Regions from separate parts of the Gossypium hirsutum genome. Here region 1 is linked to region 2. The links are chromatin contacts, called in public Hi-C maps. All regions are on one chromosome and are shown on one strand. The core of a region is the stretch at or near the end of the contact, and the rest is flanking DNA. Distances in the headings are between cores, read along the strand shown.

The links. A called contact is a pair of places that touch in the nucleus more often than the background predicts.
Region 1: a Hi-C map of leaf shows a contact between it and region 2, with 1.7 times the contacts expected there. The contact joins the promoter of LOC121229566 here to the enhancer-like site in region 2. A contact is called at or near these places in 2 of 34 Hi-C or Micro-C datasets (callus and leaf).

The regions. Positions count from the first base shown.
Region 1 is chrA05:96,472,277-96,476,950 of Gossypium_hirsutum_v2.1, forward strand. It overlaps LOC121229566 (probable methyltransferase PMT11), which reads left to right and starts at 1,552. Exons shown (of 9, transcript XM_041114171.1): 1 at 1,552-2,531. The coding sequence starts at 1,866.
Region 2 is chrA05:95,736,711-95,740,942 of Gossypium_hirsutum_v2.1, forward strand. It overlaps the pseudogene LOC107957119. Among protein-coding and RNA genes, the nearest start is that of LOC121229556, 71 kb to the left of the region's middle. Within about 2 kb of position 1,466, at least 7 of the 9 cell types and tissues checked have an H3K27ac peak or open chromatin away from gene starts, as enhancers often do. A contact at or near this core is called in leaf, where this site is marked.

The DNA of each region.
Region 1 (4,674 bases), core at 302-2,801, 740 kb after region 2:
GCACTTCAGTGCATTCTTGTACTATTTTTGTCTATCCTATGTGTTTTGTTAAGTTTACATTGGGCCTCCGTTGAATAATAAAAGACAAAAATAAAGCTAAGAATAATATGACAAGGTTATGAGTCAGTGATGGAATGGCAATGAAAGAAATTATAATGATTGAGTTATAGTATAGAGTTACTAATACTAATACTAATATGTTTTACACTTTTTTATTACAATGTTATTGTACTATATTTTTATTTAATTAATAAAAGGCAAGTTTAATTCTCGTTGTACTTACTAAGCTTTCATAAGCTTAACGTGTTATTTCTAATGCGTAGGTAAAATTGTGACATGAGGATTTTCTAAGGATCAATGTCTTTGCATCTCTTCCTATCCCAAGAGCTTGGAGAAGAGTATGCTATCTCCACTATTTTGTTTTTAAGTATATGGCATGTACCTAGGTGAATGTTTATGTAAGTAAATAGGGAACTAATTGATTCCCACATTTGAGTTTGATGTGTTTTAGTGAGTAAATATAAGGTATTATTTGGTATATGAGTTCTGGTTTGTGTTTGGAATGAGTATGAACGATTTTGGTATGGTTTGGGTGTGCTTGAAAATAGAATTTTTAGGTCCCCTATTCTAGGCCTTGAGACATGTGAAATGTGTCTCGAGACGTACAAACTTCAAAGGTAAATATCTACAGTAACCGAACCATGTCTCAAGACATAAAGGACTTTGTGTCGAGATAGGACAACATCGAAGCTAAACTTCTACAGTGTCATGGCAATGTCTCAAGACATGTAGGCCTTGATCTCAAGACATACAAACTTGCAGTTGAAATTTTTTATTCCAATTAAATAAGACTTGAAGCAAATTTTATATGCAATTAATCTTTATTAATAGTCTAGTTATATTCCTAAAAGTGTAAAAAAGTCTTCAATTCATTATTAAAAGTTTAATTTAAAAGTGTTTGAAATCATAAATGTATGTTCAATGTTCAATGTTCAATGTTCAATGTTCAATGTTCAATATAACATTTGTTACTTGAGTTCACTCAGGTAAGGAGTGTTACACATGTGGTAGTATATAATTAGCCTACATGTAAACTTTTGGTAGGAATTAAGATCGTTAGACGAAAGTACTAAATTGATAGACGAGAATTAAAATTCAAGTATCACGTTAGACAAATTTTTGTTAAAGTACAAGTGTATTTTTTTGCCATTATCCCAATTTATATTGATCATAATACAAATTATTATAATTCTAAAAATTTAACATTTATATTTAAGTGTTTTTACTTCCTCAATCATATTGTTACGATTTTTTAACAAACTTTTAATAAATAATATAATATATATTAATTAATACACAATTAACTCGTGGATTATATATAAAAAAAAACTAATTAATATCTATATCATTAGATTTGATCACTTCAATTAAACAAAATTTTACTCGATACTTATAGGTCTGTTTCATATTTGATTAAAGAATACATATAATTATCATAAATTTTTTTCAGCACAACTATATTTTAAAAGAAGTTAAAATTTAAAGAATTGTAAATTTTAAAATTTCATTGTGATGTTTGATAACTTGTATTTGAGTCGTGCTTATTGTAGAAATACATTTTGAGTTGAGTATGAGATGTATAACATGGATTTAAACTTAGTTATTATATTAAATCAATTTTAAAATAAATTTCACAGATGAAGATAAATTTTCGTTCACCGACAAGTGACGCTAGCAAAACACAAATCAATCGAATCTCCAGCTTTGGGAAAATTTTAAAGAAAGTCAGTACTTCAAGCCACTGATTCAGAAAACGACACTCCGGATCTCCGCCATTCGCCGTCGTTTTGAAGCGTTTCTCAACCATGAAACTTCTCGGCCATGTCGATTCCCTCAAAAGCCAAACGTCGATCAAATTCGCGGCCTTTATTTTTATTTCCGTCGCTTCCTTTTACTTAGGCAAACACTGGTCCGACGGTTCCCGACTCATCTTCTTCTCCCGCCAATCCCCTTCTGGAACGACGTCGTCTTCTTCTTCCATCGCTCTTTCTCCTAATCTCAATAAAGAATTCAATGTCTCCGCTCTCATTGACACTCCGGAACCTCCTCGTTCAGCTAAAAGCGAAGGAAAGTGGGCGTCGGGGTCTTTGAAAGCTCCGCCTCCACCTCCAGAGTTCAAGATTTACGGGATCGTAGATGAGAATGGTACAATGTCGGATAAGTTTGAGATCGGGGAGTTTGATACGGATTTGGTGGAGAATTGGGATAACGGAACGGAGGTTGAGGCGGAAACGGGTAAAGAGGAGGTTAGGTCTACCTTTAGAGTGAAGAAGTTTGGGTTTTGCGGAGAAAATATGAGAGAGTATATACCGTGTTTGGATAACGTGGAAGCGATTAAGAGGCTTAAATCGACGGAGAGAGGGGAGAGATTTGAACGACATTGCCCGGAGAAAGGGAAAGGATTGAATTGCTTGGTTCCAGCTCCAAAAGGATATTGCCCTCCGATCCCTTGGCCTAGGAGCCGCGATGAGGTAAATAATTCTATTTAATTTTGAAAAATACATGTTAAAAGTAAATAGAATAGCGAATTATTGATGTAATGTTTTTCTAGATTATTTAACTACTGGGTCTGAGCTCGTTGAATACTTAAGCTTAACATGGAGAATATGGGGCTCAGTTGGAGTCACTAGTGGAAAAATTAGAATCAACAGTATCTGAGTTGGCTTTTTTCTGTTTTTGGGTGTTTAGAAAGTGCAAATTAAATAGAATGTAGAATATCGAACTGAGCTTGTGTGATTGAGTCATGAGTTGATAATTAGAGCCAACTGGCTGTTTCGGAAGTGGTTAGGAAGGAGAAATTAAATGGTTTGTAGTTTAGCTGGACAAGGAGAGTTTGCGTTTAGTGTAAGATTACATGCCTTAAAGTTAAAGTACTAAAATGGATTTGGCATCTTTAGATCTTTATAGGAAACGTAGTATAATGAAAAACGGTAGACAAGCTTAACTTATATGTGTGTTTTTGGACTGCATTGATGCGAAATTCCAAAATCTTAAAATTTGGAGCTAGTCACCCTTTGCTTTTGTTATTTTAATCAGTTTAGTCCTCTTCCTAAATAAAATTTAAGTCTAATTGAAAACAAAAATTTCTAGATGTCATATTTTAAAATTATAATTATTATATTTACTTTAATGATTAATTTATTAGTATATTAATTATGATTATAGTTATGACTTATAAATTTATTTCAACATGAGTTAGTTACTTATTGATATATAAATTGTAATAAAACAATAACAATAACAATTATAATAATTTATTTTAATTTTATAGAAATTGAGACAAAAAATATTAAAGGAACTAAACTTGTTTTAAAAAATTAAATTCTATCAATCTAGTAAAATTTACTGCTAAGTAATCTTACATCTCGCCAACCGAACCTCTAGCCTAATGAACAAAACAAGGTAATGTAACATACTGGGTATTCCACTTTGTAATTTAACATTCTCATAATCCTATTACGAAATATAATCTTACATTCCTACCCCCCTTAAAAATGAGACTTTAATTCTCATAAAAGCTCTCTAATGATTGACCAAGTAAAGTCCTTTTTCAATCTTCAATGTTATATTTCAACTGAAACTCTTGTTTTCTTCATGTCTAAGTAAGCTTCCTATGGATGACTATTCTTTTGGTTCATTAAGGTTAAATTTGAATTGCAATGTGGGCTCCCAAGCTGCTCGATATGATTTAAGTACTGATCCCAAGCCTTCAACTCAAAAAACCTGTATTGAATTTGTCCAGAAATTTCTGCTCGTGCAATCTTTATTAAAACGGCTATAACTTGATCCCCTGGACTCGGATTATCGTATTTCAAAGTGCATTATGAAGCTAAGAGACAGCTATTTGATTTATAATGAGACAACTCTACTCAGTAATGCTCGAATCTCATTTAAAAATACATTGCAAGATGGATGATGTTCCAAAATTAAAAAAACTCTATCCAATTGTTCCAAATGAAAGAAGAATGAAGAAGATTAGTGCATTTTAGGTTTTGAAAGCAATTTTAGCGGTAAAAGCTTTCAAAGATCTTTTCTTGAAAAAAAAACTCATCAATGATCAAGCTTTGAAGGATGAAAACTTTACGACTCTAAAAATCTTGGGAAGTAACAAACTTTAAAAGAAAACAAGAGTCAAATCACTTGAACTCTCAAAATGCTATTTGCATCTCACAGAAAAGAACAAAATTTCACTAAGGAAAATTATAATTTATTGGATGTTGCTATTTATAGGCCAAGTTATAAGAGCTTAAAAGAAATAATTATTCCAAATTAAAAATCTAATAAATATGTAAATAAAGCTCTTCCTAACCACTAGAATTACTTTAAACTCCTAGTGTTCTAACCAATCAAAATTAAAGAATGATGTAAATGTTACATTTTTAAATAAGACTTTAATTCTCTTAAGAACTCTAATGACTGGTCAAGTAATGTCCTTGTTCAATCTTCCTTCTATGTTATATTTCAACTGAAACACTTGCTTTTTTTCATGGCGAACTGAACTTCCTATTGACTATTACTTTTTGGGCTCATTGAGGTGGAATTTAACTTGCAAAGTGGGCTCCCAAGTTACCCAATATGATTTAAGTACTGATCCAAAGCCTTCAACTAAAAAAA
Region 2 (4,232 bases), core at 216-2,715:
TAATGAGTAATATGTAAAAATGATAAGTTGACATGAAATTACATATATAATAATATATTTGGCTATTTATATTTTAGTATTTTATTTTTAACTACATATCTATGTTGTAAATCTGTACTTTCCAGACATACACGTGATTTCTGATATCAAATAAGGCCTCTGACAAAACTACATGTGTTTGTGGAAGGAAATGAAGATATGGATCGACTAATAACAAGTGTTCCAGGCATGGAAGCTTTTCTTAGATGTCGAGATCTTCCAAGTTTTTGCCGAGCAAGCGACACCAAAGATTCAATTCTCCAACAGATCGCTCAAGAAACGAGAAAAAATTCCGAAGCCCGCGGACTGTTATTAAACACCTTTGAAGACCTAGAAGGACCAATATTATCCCATATGCGAACTAAGTTTCCCAAAATCTACACAATTGGACCTCTCAATCTACACTTGAAGACTAGACTTTTCAAGTCAGATCAAACATCTTCCGGTCCATCCTCGAATAATTTTCGGAAAGTCGATAGAAGTTGCTTGTCATGGCTTGATAAGCAACAAAAAGGATCCGTTGTTTATGTAAGTTTTGGCAGCCTTGCAGTGTTGTCAAGGGAGCAAGTTTTCGAGTTCTGGTTCGGGCTTGTCAATAGTGGGAAACGGTTTTTATGGGTTCTAAGGCCCGATAACATGCCTGAAAATGGCGGCGGAGATGATAAAGGGGTCAGTATACCGATCGAGCTTATCGAAGGGACTCAAAAAAGAGGATACAGAGTGAGTTGGGCGCCACAAGAAGAGGTGTTAGCTCATGAGGCCGTTGGTGGATTTTTGACACAACGGATGGAATTCAACATTGGAGAGTGTGGTGGAAGGAGTGCCTATGATTTGTTGGCCTTACTTTGCTGATCAACAATTGAATAGCAGATTTGTGAGTAAAGTGTGGGGATTGGGTTTAGATATGAAGGATTTGTGTGATAGGGAAGTTGTTGAGAAGATGGGGAATGATTTGATGGTGGAAAAGAGGGGGGAATTTGTGAAATCAGCTGCCAAAATGGCCAACTATGCCAAACAATGTGTAACTGTTGGTGGGTCTTCGTATTGCAATTTGGATCGTCTAGTTGAGGACATAAAATTGATGAACACCAATTTAGGCGAGTGATGTAGTTCAATCATCATCTTGTTTTACGATCATTTCTAAAATAATATCTACTAAAAATAGAAATTTAGTTAAAGTTTTAGGTTTTTTTTTCTAATAATCAATTAAAGTTGTAGGTCCATAGCTTATTTGATACCTTTTTTCCTTGTCTTTCCCGCTAGCTTTTAGTGTTTTCCAGCATTCTTTCAGGTTTACAACTTCCACTCACCCACGTCTTTTACCCCACTTCAAAGCAGTAAAATTAACTCCCTCATGGCCTCATCCTTATCCCTTTTTCAAATTCTTTCTACATGATTCAAACAGCAAAGATCCATACACTTTCTAAATACAGGCATGTACATCATTTATTTATCATAACCTCCACATGCACGCATATCTATAAGTAATATACTATGTATAGAATTCTATGCTACACATAAAAGTATTATAATCAGGGGCGAAGCCGGGTGGCATGGCCGGCTCCCCGTAAATTAACTTTTTTGGCTCTTAAATTTTTTTTAAAAAATTTATGTTAGTAAGGTAAAATTATATTTTGACCCCCTTAAAATTATAAAAATTCGATTTAATTATTTACAAATTATAAAGATATAAACTATAAAAAATTAAAATTTTATCCGATCCCCCTAAAAATTTACTCTGGCTTCGCCCCTAATTATAATATAATATTTTAGATATATCAACAAATAAAACTTATAAAATAATATAACATTAACAGGCGGAACATATAGAATTCTATAATTGTTCTCATTTTATTATTTTACAATATAATAAAGAAAGAAAAAGAAAATTGATAACATGCTTATATTATTGGATCTTCCTATGAAAATAATACTAATTTTATTAAGATTAAATAATAAACAACAATCTAAATATAAAATGAGCTTAGTCCTCAAATTAAGATTAAACGACAAAATATGGTGATTACAACATGTTTGGAGATAGATTTCACTTTCATAAAATCTGCTGATAGATTTCACTTTCATAAAATCTGCTTTTCAATAATTATCTATATTTCCAATTAGATACAGATCATTTTCTTGGTGCATAGCTAGTAGTTCACCATGCCTTTGAGATGCCTTAATATCCTTTTAAATGCTTTCTAATGGGGTTAACCTCGATTCGATTGATATCTACTTACTAGTCCAACTTCATAGCATGTATACATCATCGTATACATAAAGTTTATAATTACACTAAAATAAGGAACTTTGTCCATTTGAGCCTTTTCTTGTGGATAAGCTTAGGTTTTCACCTCTCCAACAAGAGTATCAATTAGCTTACAATTTTTCATTCTAAATCATTCAAGGATTTTCTTAATGTATGACTCTTGCAAAAGAGCTATGATCCTCTTAAAATGATCTTGAGTAATCTTTACTCTATGAATGTAACCTGCATTTCAAGGTTGGAAGATAACCAATCTTTTATCGTAACTATATACTCATTGTTTCTAGCCAATAGTATGACATCCACGTAAAGTGACAAGATTATAAACTTGTCCTTGTCTTTTTGACATACACACAATATCTTCATCAATATGGTAAAATCATACAAAATGATTGTTTGATGAAATTTTATATACCACTATTTGATGAAATTTATATACCACTATCTAAAAGATTGCTCAAGATTGTTAATTGATCTTAGTAACTTGCACACTTTGTGCTCTTGACTTTTATAAACAAAACTTATAAGTTGCTCCACGAAGATTTTTTTCTTGCTCTCTGTTTAGAAAAGTAGTTTTCACATCCATTTGGTGCAACTCCAAATTTAAACTTGCTACTACTGTTAGAAGTAAGTATATTAAGGTAAATCTCATGACAAGAGAGAAAGACTCTTTGTAGTCTATTCCCTCTTGTTGGGTATAACTTTTCACTACAAGGCGTGCCTTGTATCTTTCAATTGTGTCATCAGATTTACACTTAATTTTGAGAACTCATTGTTCCCGATTGCTTTTCGTCCTTTTAGTAGATCAACCAATTCCCAAATATGGTTTGATCTCATTGACTCCATTTTTTCTTATATTGCATTCATCCATTTATCTTTTGAGTAATCATGAAAGCTTCTCTCTTTATGTCAAAACAATATTGAGGTATATGTCTACGACTACCACACTTAACATGAGATTCTTGTGAAAGAATTTCAACATCTCTTGTTAAGTTCCAATCGAATAAGGCAACATTGTTACATTTATAAGGAAATGTAATAACCAATTTGAACTAATCAAATCACCAACATCTTTTATTTTATAAAGAGAAGAATCATGTTTAGTGTCACCTCTGTTAGGAAAATCATTTTCTAGAAATATGGCATATCGAGACTCAAATTCAGTAACGCTTTCATTTTCTTGTTCTCCTATAAACACATATTATTTTGAATGTTCAGAGTATCTTATAAATATACTATTTTTACCTATTGGACTTAATTTGTCATGTCGTGAGTAAGTTCATGGATATAAGCAGCGTGACCTCATGGCTTTAAATTACTAAGATTGCGTTTTCTACTAGCCTATAATTCTTAGGGAGTTGATGCAACATATTTAGAGGTAACTTGATTCAATACATAAGCAACTATCAATAAAGCATCACCCCAAAAAGTGATAGGCAAAGTTGCTTGTGCCATCATAGACCTGACCAGTCTTGGAAGCATTCTATTTCTTCTCTCTGCAACACCATTTTATTGTACAGTTCTCAGAATAATTAACTACCTATCTATCCATTTTTCATTGCACAAGTTTTTGAATTGATCAGACAACTATCATGTCCTCAATTGATTCTTAATGCCTTGACATTTTTTATCTCATTGATTTTCCACTAACATAACATATTTTCTGAAGTATTCTAATTATTTAGACTTGTTGGAAATAAAATAAAGAATACTGAAGTATGTATAGTCATCTATGAAAGTTATGAAGTATACTCCTCCAATTCATGCCCTTACATTCATTAGGCTACGAATACTTGTGTTTATTAATTGTAATAGAAATTCGACTCAAGTTCCTTTATTAAATGGTTTTCTTGTTATTTTTCTATCTAGAAACCTTTCACATACAGGTATATTAGCTTTTTCGATAAAGCCTAATAATCCCTCTTTA